Regions from separate parts of the Mus musculus genome. Here all the other regions are linked to region 1. The links are chromatin contacts, called in public ChIA-PET and HiChIP or PLAC-seq maps. All regions are on one chromosome and are shown on one strand. The core of a region is the stretch at or near the end of the contact, and the rest is flanking DNA. Distances in the headings are between cores, read along the strand shown. Region 1 holds the start of Nfkbie (nuclear factor of kappa light polypeptide gene enhancer in B cells inhibitor, epsilon). Region 2 holds the start of Dlk2 (delta like non-canonical Notch ligand 2). Region 3 has its middle 38 kb from the start of Vegfa. Region 4 holds the start of Abcc10 (ATP-binding cassette, sub-family C (CFTR/MRP), member 10).

What was found. ChIA-PET counts read pairs in DNA pulled down with a chosen protein or histone mark. HiChIP or PLAC-seq counts read pairs in DNA pulled down with a chosen protein or histone mark.
Region 2: a FOXA1 HiChIP or PLAC-seq map of pancreatic cancer cells shows a contact between it and region 1. The contact joins the promoter of Dlk2 here to the promoter of Nfkbie in region 1. A contact is called at or near these places in 2 of 39 promoter capture datasets (the 3T3-L1 cell line and liver) and 3 of 115 datasets of contacts at active chromatin or transcription factors (bone marrow-derived macrophages, large pre-B cells and pancreatic cancer cells).
Region 3: a FOXA1 HiChIP or PLAC-seq map of pancreatic cancer cells shows a contact between it and region 1. The contact joins the enhancer-like site here to the promoter of Nfkbie in region 1. A contact is called at or near these places in 5 of 39 promoter capture datasets (the SN4741 cell line, cranial neural crest, liver and 1 more) and 2 of 115 datasets of contacts at active chromatin or transcription factors (bone marrow-derived dendritic cells and pancreatic cancer cells).
Region 4: a contact with region 1 is called in an RNA polymerase II ChIA-PET map of memory CD8 T cells, with 10 read pairs. The contact joins the promoter of Abcc10 here to the promoter of Nfkbie in region 1. A contact is called at or near these places in 8 of 39 promoter capture datasets (the HPC-7 cell line, cranial neural crest, fetal liver and 4 more), 1 of 484 Hi-C or Micro-C datasets (B cells) and 3 of 115 datasets of contacts at active chromatin or transcription factors (large pre-B cells, memory CD8 T cells and pancreatic cancer cells).

The regions. Positions count from the first base shown.
Region 1 is chr17:45,553,556-45,557,936 of GRCm38.p6, forward strand. It overlaps Nfkbie (nuclear factor of kappa light polypeptide gene enhancer in B cells inhibitor, epsilon), which reads left to right and starts at 2,145. Exons shown (of 6, transcript NM_008690.4): 1 at 2,145-2,759. The coding sequence starts at 2,386.
Region 2 is chr17:46,295,570-46,300,074 of GRCm38.p6, forward strand. It overlaps Dlk2 (delta like non-canonical Notch ligand 2), which reads left to right and starts at 2,359. Exons shown (of 6, transcript NM_001286013.1): 1 at 2,359-2,509; 2 at 2,999-3,129; 3 at 3,379-3,442. The coding sequence starts at 3,054. Gm41588 (a long non-coding RNA gene) reads left to right here and starts at 3,449. Exons shown (of 2, transcript XR_876844.1): 1 at 3,449-3,790; 2 at 3,874-4,505.
Region 3 is chr17:46,068,520-46,073,075 of GRCm38.p6, forward strand. No RefSeq gene overlaps it. Among named protein-coding and RNA genes, the nearest start is that of Vegfa, 38 kb to the left of the region's middle. Within about 2 kb of position 1,577, at least 47 of the 459 cell types and tissues checked have an H3K27ac peak or open chromatin away from gene starts, as enhancers often do. A contact at or near this core is called in pancreatic cancer cells, where this site is marked.
Region 4 is chr17:46,325,079-46,330,095 of GRCm38.p6, forward strand. Abcc10 (ATP-binding cassette, sub-family C (CFTR/MRP), member 10) reads right to left here and starts at 2,945. Exons shown (of 21, transcript NM_170680.2): 1 at 2,694-2,945. The coding sequence starts at 2,854.

The sequences.
Region 1 (4,381 bases), core at 895-3,394:
GTCTCTACAATTCTTTTAGACAGGCCAAATTTTAGGTCGAAAGTTTTGCAGTTGGGTTGGTGTCCTGTTCCCTCCACTGGGGCTCCTGCCTGGCTCCAGGGGGTGGTCTCCTCAGGTTCCATGTCCTCACTGTTACACATCTTGGCTAAGGTCACAGCATTGACTCCTGGGAGGAGAGGAGGCTCTCCTCAACTCTTTCCCTCGCCATCTCCAGCTCAAGTTGAACCAACTCTGTCTCTTTCCCCACTGAATAAGTAGTTGGCCCTACTATGTGACAAACATTCTACATTGTGATTGCCAGAAACTTTCAAACATTTTATTTAAAGGAATTTTATTATTAAAGGAGTGGTGGTACACACCTTTAGTCCCATCACTCAGAAGACAGAGGCAGGTGGATCTCTGAGTTCGAGACCAGCCTGGTCTACAGAGTGATTCCAGGACAGCCAGAGCGCACAGAGAAACCCTGTCTTGACAAACTAAGGTAAATAAATAAGAGTTATTTATTTTTTATTTTTATTTTATGTGTATAAGTGTCTTGCCTGCATCTGTTCATATCTAGTGTCTGTGGAGGTCAGAAAAGGGCATCATATTAGATCTCAGATGGTTGTTAGCCCACCTGTGGATGTTGGGAATTGAACCTGGGTCATTTTCAAGAGTGGCTCCATATGTTTGCAAACGAGTGAATGGATGAAGAAAATAAGGTTTTTTTGGGGGGGGAGGCAGAAGAGAATGGCTCATAATAGCTATCTCTGCTAGCTCCCCCATCCCCCAGTACCAAGGATGCAATGAAGCTGTTCCTATGGTTGGCAATGGTCTTCTAAGGGCATTGCTAGCCCCAAGAAAAGAGCAGCAAGATGCTCCATCTCAGGGATCGCCTGTGGGTGGTGTTCTCTCAAACCCTAGTCATGTTGAAGAAAAGCAAGAAGGGAGGGGAAAGACTTCAGGGCTAGGGTGGAAACTTCAGTAGTGTCAGGGGCCTCCCCACCCTGGCTCCACTGTGAGGAACTAAACTTCTTTGACTGCTGGGGGCAGCCATCTCCTGTACCTACCAAAGGCCAGTGCACACCCTGCAAGGAAGAAGAAACCCCATGACCACCAAGGCTTGTGAGATAAGTCCTCCCTAGAAAACCCACTTCCCCAGATCACATCCTCCTGCCAAGTCTATCATCAGGGGAGTTGACCCAGAACTGTCTATGAAGGTTTCCCAGGGAAAAGCTGCTCCCCTGAAGATAATAGATGCACTCTCTCTTACCAATCCCCCTGAGCACTGATTGAAAATAAGTGAAAAGGCAAGAGAAGTTGAGAAAAAAATAGGCAGAGGATAGCAAGCAGAGCCACCATCACCACCCCTTCCCCATCTGTGCTGGCTAGTCAGGCAACTTGATGGGAGCCAGCGTCATCTGAAAAGAGGGAACCTCGGTTAAAATGCCTCCATAAGATCCAGCTGTAAGCCTCTTTCTTAATTAGTGACTGATGGGGAAGGCCCACCCCATCCCATTGTGCATGATGCCATCCCTGGGCTGGTATTCCTGGGTTCTATAAGAAAGCAGGCTGAGCAAGCCATGGGGAGCAAGCCAGTGTGCAAGACGCTCCCCATGGCCTCTGCATCAGCTTCTCCCTCCAGGATCATGTCCTGTTTCAGTTTTGTCCTGACTTCCTTTGATAATGGATTATGATCTTGAAGTATAAGCCGAATAAAACCTTCTCTCCCCAATTTGCTTTTTGGTCAGGGTATTTCATTGCAGCAATAGAAACGCTAAGACACCCCACCACCACCACCAACCTACACAAACTCCCCACAAAGTAGCCGGTTTATGCAGAAAAGTTTTTTAAAAATACACTTTTTAAACAATTGAATGAATAAATGAATGAAGACACCACGGAACTAAAAAGAAGGAACAAACAAATGCACGGAATTAGTGAATGAAATAAAAGGGAAGGGGAAGAATGAGTGAATGAATGAATGGGCGAAACAATCCACGCAGGAGTGAGTCAAGACTGGTAACCAGAGACTCCCTGCCTACGCAAGCAGCAAACAGGGGGATTCCGGAGGGGCGGGGCTCTACCCGGAAGCTCCTTTGAGGGCGGGGCTGTGGGCGTGGCAGTGGCTGCGGGCCACTTCTTGGGTCCGGGGGCGGGGCGACAGAGAAGACCTAACTAGGGACCGTTCAGCTGCCCAAAGCACCCGCTGCGGTGGACCTGGCCGGCGCCCTGGACCTCTCGCTTTTCTCATCCGCTCCCCGCGCCTGCACAGGCAGGTAATGAAGCCGCTCGGAGAGTGACTCTGGTTCTGTTAGGCGGTCACACAAACCCGGAAAAGCTCGCTTTTGCACACCTCAGAGTTAGATCCCGCTGGACCCTGGACCCCGGGCTGGCGCGGCCGGCATGTCGGATGCGCGGAAGGGGCCGGACGAGGCGGATGATAGCCAGTGTGACTCTGGCATAGAGTCGCTGCGCTCTCTACGCTCCCTGCCTGAACCTACTGCGGCCCCAGGCTCCGGATCATCCCAAAGCGGCTGCCCACAGCCTTGGAGACATGCTCCGGAGACCCACAAGGAACCAGAGAAAGAAGATGCGGATGGAGAGCGAGCGGACTCCACTTATGCCTCCTCCTCTCTCACTGAATCCTTCCCCTTACTGGAGAGACCCGAAGCCAAGGATCCAAGCCCTCCCGCCCCAGGATCGCCGCTGCCCCCCGCGGGGGTGCTGAGCCCTCAGCAACTCGAGGCGCTCACATACATCTCTGAGGATGGAGACACGTGAGTAAACTGGCTAGGCTGAGATAAGATGTTCAGTTAGAGCCCCCCTCCGAGCTGCAACTGGCTGGGCTACCACCACCACTTCATCACCCGAGAGGATAGACCCTCACAGCACCTGCCCTGGAAGGGCCAGCCTCCTTCTCCAAACTCCAAACTTAACTTGCAACTTGCTTTTAAGCTGTAGCCAGGTTCAGACCAAAAACCAGACATCATCACCTCTTTTGGGAGTGGACAGGATAGCAGTGCCCTTGTAACCTAGAACACCAGCCACAGTCTTGAAAATCTACTAGTGACCCACTCCTGGGAAGAGGAATTCCCCCGCAACCAATTCAGTTTTTGTTTTTCTTGTTGGGGGAAGGAATGTCCCTGTTTGCTCAATATTTGGGATACCAATGCCTAACTTCAGAACACCCTAACCAGAGGGGGGAAAAAAGACTACACCAGGATTACAGGTTGTCATCTGAGCTCAGGAAGCCTGGATTAACGGTGCTACCTGGATGCCCATTTGAAAGTGGTTCCAAAAGAGGGACTAGACTGAGAATTTTTGCCCCCAACAAACAGGATAGGCAGCTGGCTGCCCCAGCTCACTTCCTCCTCTGCTGAGAAAAGGGAAGTAATGGCTTGGCCTCAGCCTCCCCAACAGTTACCTCCTGAGCTCCCCAAATTCTTCTTGCTGTCCCATCTCTTGATCTCCCTTTTCTCCCTTAGGTCCAGCTGGAATCAGGTGCAGCTGGACTGTGAGGCTATCAAGTGTGTAGGTGTCAAGTGCAGAAGAGGTGACTGGGCTTTGTGGGTGTTAGAGCAGGGGCAGCTGGAGTGCTAGCTAGATGAGAGAGACGCTGGGATGCAGGGGGTACCTGTCCTGACCTGCTTGTTGGAGATGTAGGGGTCTTGGTTGGGTACTAGCAAAGATAGTCTCCATCCTGTGAGCAGGAGAGAGGCCTTTTGTATTTCAGGCGCCAGTCACAACCCTTAGGCCAGGACCTCAGAGTTCTGGGAGCTCTGTGCACAGCTTCTCGGGCCACCGCGCCCTCCACGGTTAGCCCCTGTGCTGCATGCAGCCTTGACACACTCTGCTTAGAGACAGATCCAGTGTGTCTGGAGAAGCATCAGCCCCCTCCCCCCCAGCCCCCAGCAGACATCTTCCCTCCTTTGGAGGTGGCTGGACTGTGGGAAGTATGGAAGTGGGAAAAGGAAGTGGGCAGGAGGAGGGGAGACTGAGGGAGAGAGGGAGGTGGCTGCAGGAATGTGACCCAGAGAGCAGGCCCTGGCCGAGGGGATTTCCACAGTGGTTCCTCCCTCCCTCCGTCACTCTCTCCTGGCCTCCTCTACTGCCTGCCTACAGCAAAAGTTTGCCCCCCCCCTCCTGCCTAAGTATCCCCCTCCCTAGCCCAGACAGGCCTTTAGCCAAGTTGCCCCCAAGGCAGCTGTCCAGGTCTAGACCATTTAACCCTGGCTTTCATTTTCCCCACCTGATGTGGGGAAACCCCAAGACTGGAACTTCCCATCCCAACTGCCCTGTTGGCCCTAACTTACAACTCCCATCACGCCCCCCCACCCCCGCCCCATCAAACCCATTTTCTGCACTGCACCAAACTCCCCCTTGGAGCTGTACCTAGGAG
Region 2 (4,505 bases), core at 1,109-3,608, 740 kb after region 1:
AACTGCAGACTCTGCACAAGCTTCAGAGTTGTATCAGTGAATTTTAATATATTCCATCAATGAACTGGGGCTGTTCCTTGCTCACGTCTTCAGCTCAGTCACTCAGCAGTGAAAGCGATGTGGCTCCACCAGCAGAGTGTTTGCCTTCTGTGTATGCAGATCTGGAATTGTCTCCAGCATTGGGAGGATGGGGGAGTGGGAATGAAGGTGCCATTTCTCAGGAATCTCTATTTCCAGTGCCTGGAATGGCATCTGTCACCTGGCACAAGCATGTATGTGCTCAACACCTATTTGTTGAATGAATTTATGACACAAAAAAGTAATATATATGAACTAATATAGAATCTTTACTTGCCTTGATTGATTTATTTCTTCCTTTCCTTTATTTCAAAAAGTATGAATATATGTATAAATATAAGTATTAGCCATATAAATAGTATATATTATATACTTCAGTTTTTAGAATGTTATGCATGTTCATTGTGAGAAAAACAGAGATGATACAAAGTATTAATGAGAAAAAAATCTTAGCCAGGTGTGGTAAATGCATAGCTGTAATTTTGACACTAAGGAGGGTCAGGAATTCAAAAGTTATCCTTAGCTACATGGTAAGTTCCAGACTTGCCTGGGCTACTTGAGACCTTGTTGAAAGAAAGGGAAGGAAAAACTCAATCACAGGCAAAGGTTCTATCATCTCATCAGCTGGAGAGCCATGACTCTATCATCTCATCACCCGGAGAGCCATGATTCTATCATCTCATCACCTGGAGAGCCACGACTCTATCATCTCATCACCCAGAGAGCCATGACTCTATCATCTCATCATCCGGAGAGTGCTGAGTCTATCATCTCATCACACAGACAGAGCTATTGCTAACATTGGGGTCCACTGTTTCTCTCCCTCACCTCCTCACTCTGTGTTTCTTACAGAGAGAGAGAGAGAGAGAGAGAGAGAGAGAGAGAGAGAGAGAGAGAGAGAACTTATGTAGACCAGGATGCTTTCATCTTGAAATCCTCATATTTTGGGATCCTTTAGACTTCAAAAAGGTGACTTACTAGTCATGTTGTGCTAGCATACCAGCCTTACATTTTCTACACGAATTGTTGATGCTCTGGGTTTGCAATTTTTGCTAAAAGAAAACAACAACCCAACTTAGAACAAAAGAAATGAACGCTAGAAGCCCACTCGGTGACTCAAACCCAGAGAGTGCCCCCCCTGGGGGGGGCAAGAGGAAGTCAGCTATTGAGCTGAGATTGGGCGTGGGTGTTGTCAGGTGTAGGCGGTGGGCACTGCCCTGTCCCTCGAGTCTCTGCAGCAAGAAGCCAGTCTGTGCAGTTAAGGAAGTCACCTTCCAACTTAAAGATAGGAAGTTCCATAGGAAGACCTAGAGACTGTGGGCAGCCTTCCCCTCTGCACAGTTACCCAACCAAACACCAAACACCAACAAATACACATATTGGGGTCTTTATCTTCTTTGGGTTTTTTTGACTCATTGGCTCTGAGGGGTAAAGAGACCTACAAGGGCAATTCTCCCCACCCTCTCTCAATACAAAACTCTCATTCCGAGATGTGGAGCTGTGAACGGATGTGGGGATGTTCAGTGGCAGGAACTTGTGGGGCAACACCAATAGGCAGTGTATGATCTAGGCAGGCTACCCAAAGGTGGGCTTGGAAAGGAACGGGCTGTGAAAACTGGGAGCAGATGGGAGGAAAGAACAGCGGGTACGCTGGGATGGTATTTATGTAGATATGGTCCATCCTGAAAGAGGTAGCGAAGAAAGAAAGAAGCCCACAGAGAGCAGGCGCTGACCTACGAAGCCAGTGACGAAGGCTCTGCAAGCCGGGGAGGCGTGGGCTGGTGACAGGAGGAAGGTGGCAGCAAGCATGGCTTCAGTGTGCTCGGGCTAAAACAGGAGAGCCGGGAAAGGCTAATGAAAATCACGATGCGCGGTAGACAGGGGCGTGCAGAGTCGGGCGTGGGTGAGGGGCAGAGTGGGGCGAGCGGTTGAGGTGGGGTGGGCAAGAAAATGGGAAGACAGCAGGGCGCGCACCTTCGGCCCGCGCTTTACGGTGTATGCCCAGTTCAGCTCCTTTGATTTTCTAATTTCGGAGGAAGAAAGCGAAGCAAGGGGGCTGGGGGCCGCGAAGGGAGGGGCGAAGAGCGCTGGGGGGTGCCAGGGCCGAGTGGCAGCGCGAGGTGTGGCCGTGCGCAGCGGGGGTGGGCGCGGGGCGCAGTCGGTGCGGGGCGGGCCGCGGCGGCGGGAGGGGAGAGGCGGGCTCCGCCGGCACACGCCGCCCCTGGCAGGGGGCCGAGCGCGCGCGAGGAGCCGCTGCCGCCGCTCGGGGTCGCCTGCAGCCCCAGATTCCCGAGTGCTCGGCTGGCATGGCAGCTACTTCGGTGCCGAGCCCCGCGGCCAGCTAGGGGCGGCCCCCCTCCCGCCCCCCGGCCCAGTCCGTCGGATCCGGTTTGACTCTGCGCCCCGGGGACGCGTCGCCTCCCAGCCGGAGGTGAGAAGCTAGGAGGACGCGGTCCCTCGGTGGGGACCTCAGGCCGAAGCGAGGCGGAGCGAGCGGGGTTGGGGGGCTGTGAGAGCCAGGCCTAGGTGGGTGGATGTCGGAGGACCCGGGAGGAGATCTCTTGCATCTAGGAACTGGGAGCCGCTCCTCCCCACGCCCCAGCCCCCACGTCCCGTCGCGCTCGCCTTTCCGCGCTTGTCCCCATCTCTATTGACCCCTCCACCTGGATCGCGATCGCAGCTCTGGCTGTTCCCGCGCGGTGGCCACGCTCGCTGCTGCCCATCCTTTGGCCTCTTTCCCGCAGACCTGGCTAGTGGGTTCCTGCCTCCAGTCCCTTCGCCTGCTCAACCCTTTCTCTCGCCCGCCCTTCCACTCCCCACCCGGGGAGTCCCTCTCCTTCTCCTGCTCCTGTCACTTGGAACCAGTATCAGTGCCGCTATCTCCGCGTCAAGCCGCTTCCCAGCCCGTGCCATCCCACAGGTGTCTACACGTCTGGCCGTTCATCCGTCCGTCCCTCCTGAGGCCGGAACTGACCATGCCCAGCGGCTGCCGCTGCCTAAATCTCGTGTGCCTGCTGTGCATCCTGGGGGCAACCAGCCAGCCTGCCAGAGGTGAGCCTGCCCCAGGGATTGGGTCCCGGCTCTCCTCAGCCGTCCTCGCTGGCACGTTGACCTCTGCTGGCTAGAGACGGCACTGCAACCGCTCCGTTCCATAGGGAGAGATCTATAAGTGCTCTCTTTGGAATGGGACGCTCGTCCGTGCCCATGAGTCCATCTGACTACTGAAACCTCTGCCAAGTCCCGCGCCTGGGAAGTCAGACTCGGACCCAGACTCACACCCACTACACCAATCTCTTTCAGCGGATGACTGCAGCTCCCACTGTGACCTGGCCCACGGCTGCTGCGCTCCTGACGGCTCCTGCAGGTACTTAAGCGGCACACGTGCCTCAAATCCTTTCCTCCCCACTTTTTGGTCCTTTACACCGAGAGCATGTCAAAAACCCGCAACAGTATCTAGGCGCTTAAGACCCTATTGTGTGTGTGTGTGTGTGTGTTTGTTTGTTTATACATAACAGGATGACCAGTCCCCTCCCCTCCCCTCCTCTCCTCTCCCCGTATCTCTTTTTGCTTCTTACTTTAAGAGCTTGAATAACCAACTCTTTATTCTCTCAAGGGCTTCTGTCCCTCAAGATGCCATAGAGTCATCTGAAGCTTGAGAGTTTAGGGACTGAGAGCCACAGTAAAGAGGAAACGGAAGAGAAGGGCTGCAGGGGTAGGGTAGCTCCAGGGGGAGGGAGGGCTGTAGGAAGAGGGGGCTGCAGGGGAGGGGGCTACAGGGGGAGGGGGGCTGCAGAGAGAGAATAGCTGCAAGGGGAGAGGGCTCCAGGGAGAGGTGACCCGGGGAAGGGGAGCTGCAGGGGGAGGGGGACTGTAGGGGGAGGGGTCTGCTTCTTGGAGAATTCCATCATTGACTCACCTCGGCAGACTGGGCAAATTCTGGGGCAGAGAAGGGTTTGGACATGAGAAGGGAGCTGGCGAGGGCAGATACTTGGCATGGAGCTGGGGTACTTGAGACTAGACATCCTCAGTGGGCTTATAAAAATTAAGCTGGCCGGGCGGTGGTGGCGCACGCCTTTAATCCCAGCGCTTGGGAGGCAGAGGCAAAGCAATCTCTGAGTTTGAGGCCAGCCTGGTCTACAGAGTGAGAGTTCTAGGATTGCCAAGTCTATACAGAGGAACCTTGCCTCGAAAAACAATACAACAAAAAATCATAGAGCTGGTATGGTGGCCCATACCTGTGATTTTAGCGACTGCGAAGTGATGCTAGAAAGATCAGGATTCCAAGCTAGCCTTGTCTACTTGAGACAAACAGAACACCTGCCTCACAACAAAACAACCCAGCCACTCATTCCGGAGTCTGAAGGGAAGAAGGTCACTCTTTCCAATGTGCACAACCAGACATTCCAGGAATGGCACCAGAATTACAG
Region 3 (4,556 bases), core at 327-2,826, 510 kb after region 1:
TGGAACTCACTCTGTAGACTAGGCTGGCCTCTAACTCAGAAATCCGCCTGCCTCTGCCCCCCAAGTGCTGGGATTAAAGGCGTGCCCCACCACTGCCCAGCTCTTTTTATATTTTTAACTTGTTTTCTTAATGGTTACCCTGGAGTTTCAATTACCCTAATTTGTAACAAGTTTGTTTTCATAATATCAGTTTAGCTTCAACTGCATACTCATACTCTCTTCCTCCACTTATCTATCCCTCCCCTTTTACTTTCTTATGTTTACAGATTACATCTTTTGATATTTTATTCCCCCATTCGTGGTTTGTAATACTATCTGAGACAGTTGCCTTTTAGATCAAAGAACCATCTGACTACTGGGGAAAGTTTCAAAGGTAGAGGACCTAGAGAGTTAACTCAGTAATTAAAAGCACGCACTGGCTACTCTTCTAAAGCACCTGTGCTCAGTTCCCAGCAGTTTCAGGGGATCTGACACTCTCTTCTGACCACTGAGGGCGCCAGGCACAGATGTGGTGCACATAAACACACACAGGTAAAATATTCATACATATAAGATCAAAAAAATAATTAAAAATAAAAAGTAGCCAGACAGTGGTGGCACATACCTTTAGTCCCAGCACTTGGAGGCAGAGGTAGGCAGATTTCTGAGTTCAAGTCCAGCCTGGTCTAAAGAGCTAGTTTCAGGAACATCCAGGGCTTCACAGAGAAATCCTGTGTTGAAAAAAATAAACAAAAATAAACAAAAATAAAAGTAAATTAAAAAAAAAGGTATTTCTTTGGTAGAAGGGCACAGAGGGAAGTATCTGGGGAGGAGGGGCACCCCAGAGACACCTCCAGAACAGCAAACCCTGGGATTGGAATTGTGTTTTGAAGACTGAAAAATTACCTTGTAAATCTACAGGAAAAGATGTCAAAATGTTTCATTTAGGGGGGGAAAAAAAGCAAGTTACCAAGAAGCATGGTGACCCTAATTTTTGTGACTATGCGTGTATTTACATGTATTTAAAGGCGTATGAGTATCCACGCACAGAAGCCCGTTCACAGCTATAATAGTGGCGCTCTGCCGGTTGTCTCCAGCTGTTGAAGCGATGGGAGGAGGGAACCTTGTCCCGTCATTCCCTAGTGCATGCTATACTGTTTGTCCTGTTTACAATGAACACACATCACTTTTGTAACCCCGGGAAAGGGACTCATACTGGGGTTTTGTTTGTTTGTTTGTTTTGTGTTTTGTCCCCCACCCCACCCCGAGGGGTCAAAGGGATGAGGAGGCACTCACTGTGCTGATGGATGCCTGGGAGGCAGAGGGAACAGCTCGGGCAAATGCCAGACACAAAAACACTCCCTGGTACAGGAAAAGCAGCCCCGGGGCTGCCTAGAAAGCCCTGGAGCTGCTGGGAAACAGGTGTTTCCAGGGACCCCTTTATCCAGGCCTTTCCCAAAAAAAGAGTCCCTGCTTGGCATAAGGGCAGGAGAGCAATACTGATTTACAAGTTTTGCTTTATGTATGTGTTAAGCGAGTTAGTCACTGTGGGGAGAGAGAAAGCCCAGAGGCTGGGAGGCCTACAAGAGAGACTGTCGCAACAATTAAGAAAGAAAAGATGGAGCTGGAGGTGAGTCAAGGCTTAGGAGAGAGAAATAGAAATGGGAGATAAGGGGAGGCCAGACCCAAAGACTAGTTAGCCCAAGTCTGTTTGCACAAGGGTTCCTTGGCTTTGGCCCTGCCTGGCGTGTCAGTGGCCACGAGCCAGGTCAGGGGATGATCAGGCTGCAGATCACTGCGAGGTTGCTGCTGATTCATGATGATGAGCAGGAAAATCCCTCCCATCAGCAGAGTTCGGTCGGTCGTCCTTAGCAACTTGCAGAGCCCCCTGACTTCAGTCTCCCGGCATAGCAAATGCAGAGATGGCTCAATGGGTAAAGGCGCTTGCCTGCCCCAGGCTGACAACCTGAGTTTGACCCCCAGAACTCCCAGGATGGAAACAGAGAACCAACTCTTGAATTTTTCCCTCTGCCTTCTTACATGCATCACCATGACATTGTGTATGAATATACAACGACAATGACGATGACGACGATGTGATGGTGATGATGATGATGATGATATATTCAATTTCTGTTCCTTGTCTTAAAAATGAAGCAGCCAGAAGAGGGAACTCATCCAGAGCAAGACCCAAACACTAAGCCCGTTTCCCTATGCACACTGCACACAGCGAGTAGCTATTGCTCTTCCCAGAGAGCCAGTACAACTCTGTGCTTGCTTTTTGCTCTATGTAACCTCAGGCAGTCCACACAACCTGTGTCTTGGACTGCCTTTTGTTTTGTTTTGTTTTGTTTTGTTTTGGTTTGGTTTGGTTTGGTTTTTGTTTTTGTTTTTGTTTTTGTTTTTGTTTTTGTTTTTGTTTTTGTTTTCGAGACAGGGTTTCTCTGTGTAGCCCTGGCTGTCCTGGAACTCACTCTGTAGACCCTGTAGACCAGGCTGGCCTCGAACTCAGAAATTCGCCTGCCTCTGCCTCCCAAGTGCTGGGATTAAAGGCGTGCATCATCACGCCTGGCTTTGGGCTGTCTTCTTTAACACTGGGGGAACGGTACAGATGTTTTGTGTGTTTCTGGAAAGATAAAGACACGATCTGGGTAAAGAGCTCAGAAGAGGCCTGGTAGTGGTGATGCACGCCTTTACCTTGGCACTCAGGAGGCAGAAGCAGGTGGATCTCTGAGTCCAAGGCCAGCTTGGTATACAGAGTGAGTTCCAGGACAGCCAAGGCTACCTAGAGAAACCGTGTCTCAAAAAACAAAAACAAAAACAAAACCTAAAAAACAAAAAACAAAAAACAAAGCTCAGAAAAGACTCGAACATATAAGTGACCCATAAACACAGGTGTCCCAAAAGATCCTCTACAAAGCATTGTGGGAGTCCAGCTCCGCGTCTTAGCCAGGCGCTTGTCTTACTTCTCTGACATCTGCTCCTGGGTCCAGCCTTGAACTCTGCCTCACTGGTCTGGTCTGCCAGAGCTTCGGGCTATTTTCTATGACTACTCTTTCTGTCCACTATCATGCACCTTAGTGCTAATTTGTTTGCTCTGTCAGAGAGTCAGTTATCAAACATATCAGATCCTGCTCTGGACCATTGCTAAGGGCTAAAATGACAACAGAAATTATGGCCTGGGCCTTCCTTCAAGGAACTTCAGCTCCTTGAGTCCCTCCTGTGATGACTCACTAAAGACGCACTGAGCACTCCTCTAGGCCACACACAGGCGCTCTGTTTCTGGTTTCTGTTGCCTGCATTTGGATACAAAGAAATTATTCACCTCCAGGAGCTACTTAGTTTCCAATCTTTCTCTCATCCTTTCCTCCCAGGTAACTACCTTGTGCCCACAGTCTACACAGAGGCAGCAACCCAGACTGTAGAGAATTCTTCCCCGTCTCCCCTGGCTGAAGGCCTGGCACTGGTTCCCAGAGCCTACGTACACTGTGACTGAGCCAGGTCTTGTGGAGCAGATAATGAACAATCCCAAACCAAGCCCTGGGGACATCTCCACCCAATGGATCATTCCTTTTTTTTTTTCTTAATACTCTTTTCATCTTGATTTATTGTATATATGTGTGCACATGTATGAAAGCATTCGTGTCACAGCACATGGATGGAGATCAGAGGTTAATTTGCAGGAATCAGTTCTCTCCTCTACTGTGTGGGTTCCAGGAACTGAACCCAGGTCGTCAGGCTGGGTGGCAAGCCCCCTTCACCCACTGAGCCATCTCAGTGGCTCCCGAAAGGCGCCTCCTTTCCAGAAACATTTCTCTAAAGCCTCTAAAGCATCAGTGGGGGCTTGGGGGATGTGAATAAGATGAAGTCCCTACCCATGACATCTACACGGCATCATCCCATCCATCCAGCAGTGTTCTGAGCCATCTGGGAGACAGATGTGGAGCACATGAGGACATAAGTAGATCTCTGTTTTTATGACCCAGACCCTCAGGCTCATATTTGAGGATGCTAAGATAGATGTGGCTAGACTACGTCTGCCATTTACATTTGAGCTCAGTACCTACCCTCTCTGGGCTTCTGTTTGCTCTGACAGCTTTCTTGTCTGCCTGGCTGTGTGTATGTGAGGGTTGACACACCGAGAGTGCCATCTCAGGTGTTCTGGTTGTTCTACGTCAGCACCTAGACAGGTCGTCAACACACAGACAGTGCAGAATAGAGTGGTGGAGACCCAAGTCATCCTGGGAGCACGGAGAGGAGCGTCACAGTGCCAGGTGCCACTCAGCCAGAGAAAAAAGAGGGGTTGGACACAGATTCCCTCCCCACTTTATCTAGCCCTGCTTCTCTGGTACCCACTGGCCGCCCACAAGGAAAGTATCTCTCTAAGGGATAGCATAGGTGGGTAAAGGTAAAAACAAAAACAAACAAACAGAACCAGACCATGGTCTGAGGATGGAGCTCAGTGGGTTGAGCTCTTCCCTGGCAGTCAGAAAGCCCTGGGTTCGATCGCCAACATATAAACCAGGCATGGTGGACCACAACGTATGTAATCTCAGAAGTTGAGAGATGGAGGCAGG
Region 4 (5,017 bases), core at 1,695-4,194, 770 kb after region 1:
TTGCCCAATCCATTTTCTAATTTGCCCACAGGTTTTCTGATTCATTCTTTTGCCACAGGTACAAACAAGCCTGAGTTAAGGTTGTATGTACTGTGAAGATTCCAATGAGAAAAACCCACGAATTTTACACAAAGATACACACTTTTTATAAAAAGGGTCCACAAGAGAGTGCCTGAAAGTCACCTGAAACCTCCTAGGGAAACATTTACTTACCTGCAGCTCTTGTCCTGTAACAGGAGAACCTACATTTAAAAAAGTCTCAGAATATTCTACTCCTGTCTTTTCCCTAATTGTAAGAAGTGGTGTACATCACTGTGTGACCTCTCAGCTCAAGAGGAACTTCTTTCAGTTCTGCCTATTTCCTCTTAACATCACAACTGTTTTTCATAAACAACAACTGCCACAACAAAAGGTTTACATTAAGAATCAAAAACAAGAAACCAAGCCGGGCTGTGTTGGCGCGCGTCTTTAATCCCAGCACTTGGGAGGCAGAGGCAGGTGGATCTTTGAGTTTGATTCCAGCCTGGTCTACAGAGTGAGTTCCAGGAATAGTCTGGCTACACAGAGAAATCCTGTCTGGGAAAAAAAAACAAACACAGGGGCTGGAGAGATGGCTCAGTAGTTAAGAGCACTCGCTGCTCAAGGACAGCTGAGTTCAGTTCCTAGCAGCCATGTCAGAAAGCTCACAACTGCCTACAACTCCAGCTCCAGAGGCTCCTCTATCCTCTTCTGAACTCCACAGGCATTTGTGGACACACACACACAATACACTTGAACAATGGAAACAGCCTTTAATCACAGCACTAGTGAGGCAGAAGCAAGTGGTCAGTTTGAACTCTGTGAGTTCAAGGTCAGCCTGGTCTACTTAGCAAGGTCTAGGCCAGCCAGTGCTATATAGTAAGATCCTGGGCGGGGAGGGGGGAACCCTCAAATATCTCAAATATAGGCTGGGTGTGGTGGAGTACACCTGTAACATCAGCAGTTGGGAGCTGGGTCAGGAGGGCCATAAACTCAAGCCAAATTTGGGCTATTTAATACCTCATCTCAACACCCTTCTCCCCTCAAAGAGAATCAAACACAGGGTCAGTCGTGACGGTACAGACTTGTCATCCCAGGACCAGGTAGGGTGGAGATGCAAAAGATTTCCAAGGCTACATAGCAAAGCTTTGTCTTACAAAAAAAAAAAAAATCAAAGAGAAAAAAGTTATAGCAGTGACTATCAGAATGCATTTCCAAGTTCACATAAAAGAAAACTGGGTTGGTAGAGATGTTCTTGCAGAGGATCTGAGGTCAGTTCCGAGCACCCATATGATAGCTCACTGTCCTCTGTAACACTAGTTCCAGGGCACCCAATGCCATCTTTTACCCGACATGCATGTAGCACATATGAATAATTGCTGTCGAACACTCTTATGCATAAAACTCTTCCAGTATTTTTAAAAAGAATGAAATTGGGGCTAGAGAGACAGCCGGGCAGTTAAGAGCACTGGCTGCTCTTACAGAGGACCAAGGGTTCAGTTCCCAGCACTCACATGGCAGCTCATGGCTGTCTGAAACTCCAATTCCAGGGGATCTGATGCCCTCCCCTCTGGCCTCCTCAGGCATTGCACCCAAGTGGTGCACAGTCATACAGTTGGGCAAAATCAATCAACCAACTGATCAAAAAAGCAGAGGGTGAGGCTGGAGCCATATTTCTTTAATCCCAGTACTTAGAAGGCAGGAGCAGGCAGATCTCCTTGAGTTCTAGGCCGGGCATACAGAATGACACCCTATTTCAACAACACAAAACAACTCAACTGAGTCTGTTAAGCTCTTTGCAGTCCTAAAAAATGTTTATCTATAAACTAGACACTTTAGTTCCTTTTGTTCCCTCTCATGTGGCCCAAGCTGAGATCCCTCTGCCTCTAGAAAAGCTTAGACTAGACCACCCCTTTTTTTTTTTTTTTTTTTTTTTGACAGGCGCTCTCTTATTAGCCCTGCCTGGCCTGGAACTCACTTTGTAGACCAGGCTGGCCTTGGACTCACAGGCATCCATCCACCTGCCTCTGTCTCCCAAGAGTTGGGATTAAAGGCTTCACATGCCTGACCTGAGCAGGCTTGCTGTGGGTGTCTGTACTAACCTCTTCTAGGCTTTTGCTTCATTCTGCAAAAGGGACAGAAGGACTTAACTTGGCCATCCAAGAACTAAATATAAAATCAAGGCGAGTGTAGCACCAACACCTCACAACACAAAGCCAAGTTAGTTCTAAGATTTTGATTTCGTTACTCTTCTTCCTACAGCTTCTCTCCAGCAGAGTCTACATGGGCTTTTAGCCTAGGGATAGCAGGGCTTGCTGGATGGAAGTGGCGTGCCACTGGCCCTATACAAGCATCCTTTTTTTTTTTTTTTTTTTTTTTTTTTGCTAAAACGTTTATCTAAGTTTGCCTCCAATTCATGGCAGCTCCACTAGGACATTTAAAACTCTGCAAGAGAGATGCATTGGCAACTTTAAGGATATGACAGGCGCCGCACTCGGTGTTTAAACGCCTTGTGTCATTGAACCCGCTCAAAACTGCGGAGACTCCGAGAAGGTAGGTGGCTTGCTCAACTGAGTGCGAACAGTCAGCTTTTATTCTGCTTCTGCCCTACAGAGACCTCGCAATCCCAGGGACATCTGGGAGCGATGTGAGTTGGTGCCTCGTTGCAGTCTCACCTTGGGGTGCCCAAGTGGCAGGCACTGAGGACGGCGAGGAGCGCGTGGGGAAGGGCGCTGAGCACCAGCTGGGTGAAGCAGTGGCCCGTCGTGTCCCCTTCCCACAGCGGGAGCGGCCGCGCCGCGTCCGTGCCACACAGCTGGGCCAGGAGCCCCTCCATAGACACCTCACCCGGGCGGAAGCCAAGAGTGACAAGGCTCGGGGACTGAGTCCCCCGCTGAATCCCCGCCCCCTAGGCGGGACCGCCCCTTGCTTCCGCTTCGAGCTAGAGCCCGCCCATTCTTGAGGTACTTCCGGGGCTGGAGAGGAAGTCGCTGTCCCCGGGGCAGGCCAGTTTCTAGATCCTGGTACTTACGTTCACCCTCCTGTCTCCCGCACTTGGAAACCTAAGCGCCTTTGAGCTGTTTTAATATCTCAAGTGTTTGTGGGTGAGAAAGGACGCGCTGCCAGGTCAGGGTGCTGCGCCACGATGCTAGGGCCCTCTAGAGGCAGGAAGACCTGTTAACGGGTGCTGTTCGCAGTTTTTGGTTATTTTCGCCCATGGGGGTAAGGATGCTCTAACGCGTGCCAGCCTCTGCGCGTGCGTACAGCTCTGCCTCGGGGAGCTGTCCCGGGAGCGCGATGGTGTTTGCGCACGTTTCTGTCTTTTGGCTTGCGCAGTGACCCACCCAGTCCTGTCCTTGTGCAAATTCATTAAGACCCTGGCACGTGGAGCGCTCGCTCTCGCTTACCTATTGCATACTAGTTGACAAATGCACAGCGTTTAAAGAGCTGGAAATCCAAACATGCCTGCCACGCTGAGGAATGCTTGAGGACAAAAGGCTATTCCTGTATCCTAAGGCTACAAGATCTTGAAAGTATCCAACTTACTTGAGCCTTGGTTTTTTGTTTTTTGTTTTTTTTTTTTTTGGCTTTTTTTTTTTTCGATTGAGATGATAATACCAACCCAAGTATTGTGAAATTTGTATAATTTAAAATGTTTATGTCAAGGCCTTAAAATGTTTATGTCTAAAGCTGTGGCTCAAAGATTAAGAAGAGTGCTTCCTGCTCTTGCACAGGACCTGGATTTGATTTCCAGCACCCGTGTAAGAAGGCTCCAGCTCCAGGGATCCAAGGCCTTCTTGGTCTCTGTAAGCACCTGCACACACATACATATAAACTTTAAAAAAAAAGTGTTCAGGTCACGTGCTTTGCTTAGTCATTCCTAAATATTTCAGAGTGATGGGAAGAACGGAAACTTTTGGTTATCCAGATAGATGTTGGTTCGGACCCTGACCCACCAATTTTAGCAGCGCGATGAGATTAGTTTCATTTTAGCTTTATGTTTGCAAGGTGTATATTGGTACTGACTTCATGAGAGTGTTCAGTGTTGTGGGAATAGTTTGGGTTTTTTTCCCCCCAAAATATTTGCCTTCAGAAACTGAAGACCTTGAAACCAAATTAAAGATTTGAGACATTTAAAATTATGTACCTGTCTTGTTTCCCTACTGTGTATTCAATCTGTTTAAATTTATTTAAAAATATTTCTAGAAGAAAGTCCTTATTCCTTTCACATGCCATGTTTTCTGATATATATATATCCCTTATTAATCATACACACAGTACACAGATAAATGACATATTAGACAACAGAGACAGAAGGTACAGGGAGAGAAATGAATTCAAAATCTTTTTTTTTGTTGTTTTTTGTTTTTCAAGACAGGGTTTCTCTGTGTAGCCCTGGCTGTCCTGGAACTCACTCTGTAGACCAGGCTAGCCTTGAACTCAGAAATTCGCCAGCCTCTGCTTCCCAAGTGCTGGGATTAAAGGCGTGCGCCACCACACCCGGCTGAGAATTCAAATTCTTATTCATGGCTTAAACCCCTCCAAGGGGAAGAACATTTTTCTTTATTGATGAGGCATGGATACACAATATCCACTCACATGAAGATCTCCCTGAAGAGAAGTACTTCCATAGGTAATTGTGAAGATTCCCCTTGGGTCTCAATAAAAAGCTCTACATTTATTTATTTATTTGGTTTTTTGAGACAGGGTTTCTCTGTGTAACCCTGGCTGTCCTGGAACTCACTCTGTAGACCAGGCTGGCCTCAAACTCAGAAATCTGCCTGCCTCTGCCTCCCAAGTGCTGGAATTAAAGGCGTGTGCCACCACACCCGGCCTACATTTATTTTCCTTTTTAAAAACTTAATTTGTTTTTAGCCAGGCCGTGGTGGCTCACACCTTTGATCCTAGCACATGGAACACAGAGACAGGTGGCTCTCTAAATTTGAGGCCAGCCAGGTCTATAGAGTGAGTTCTAGGACAATCAGAGCTACACAGAGAA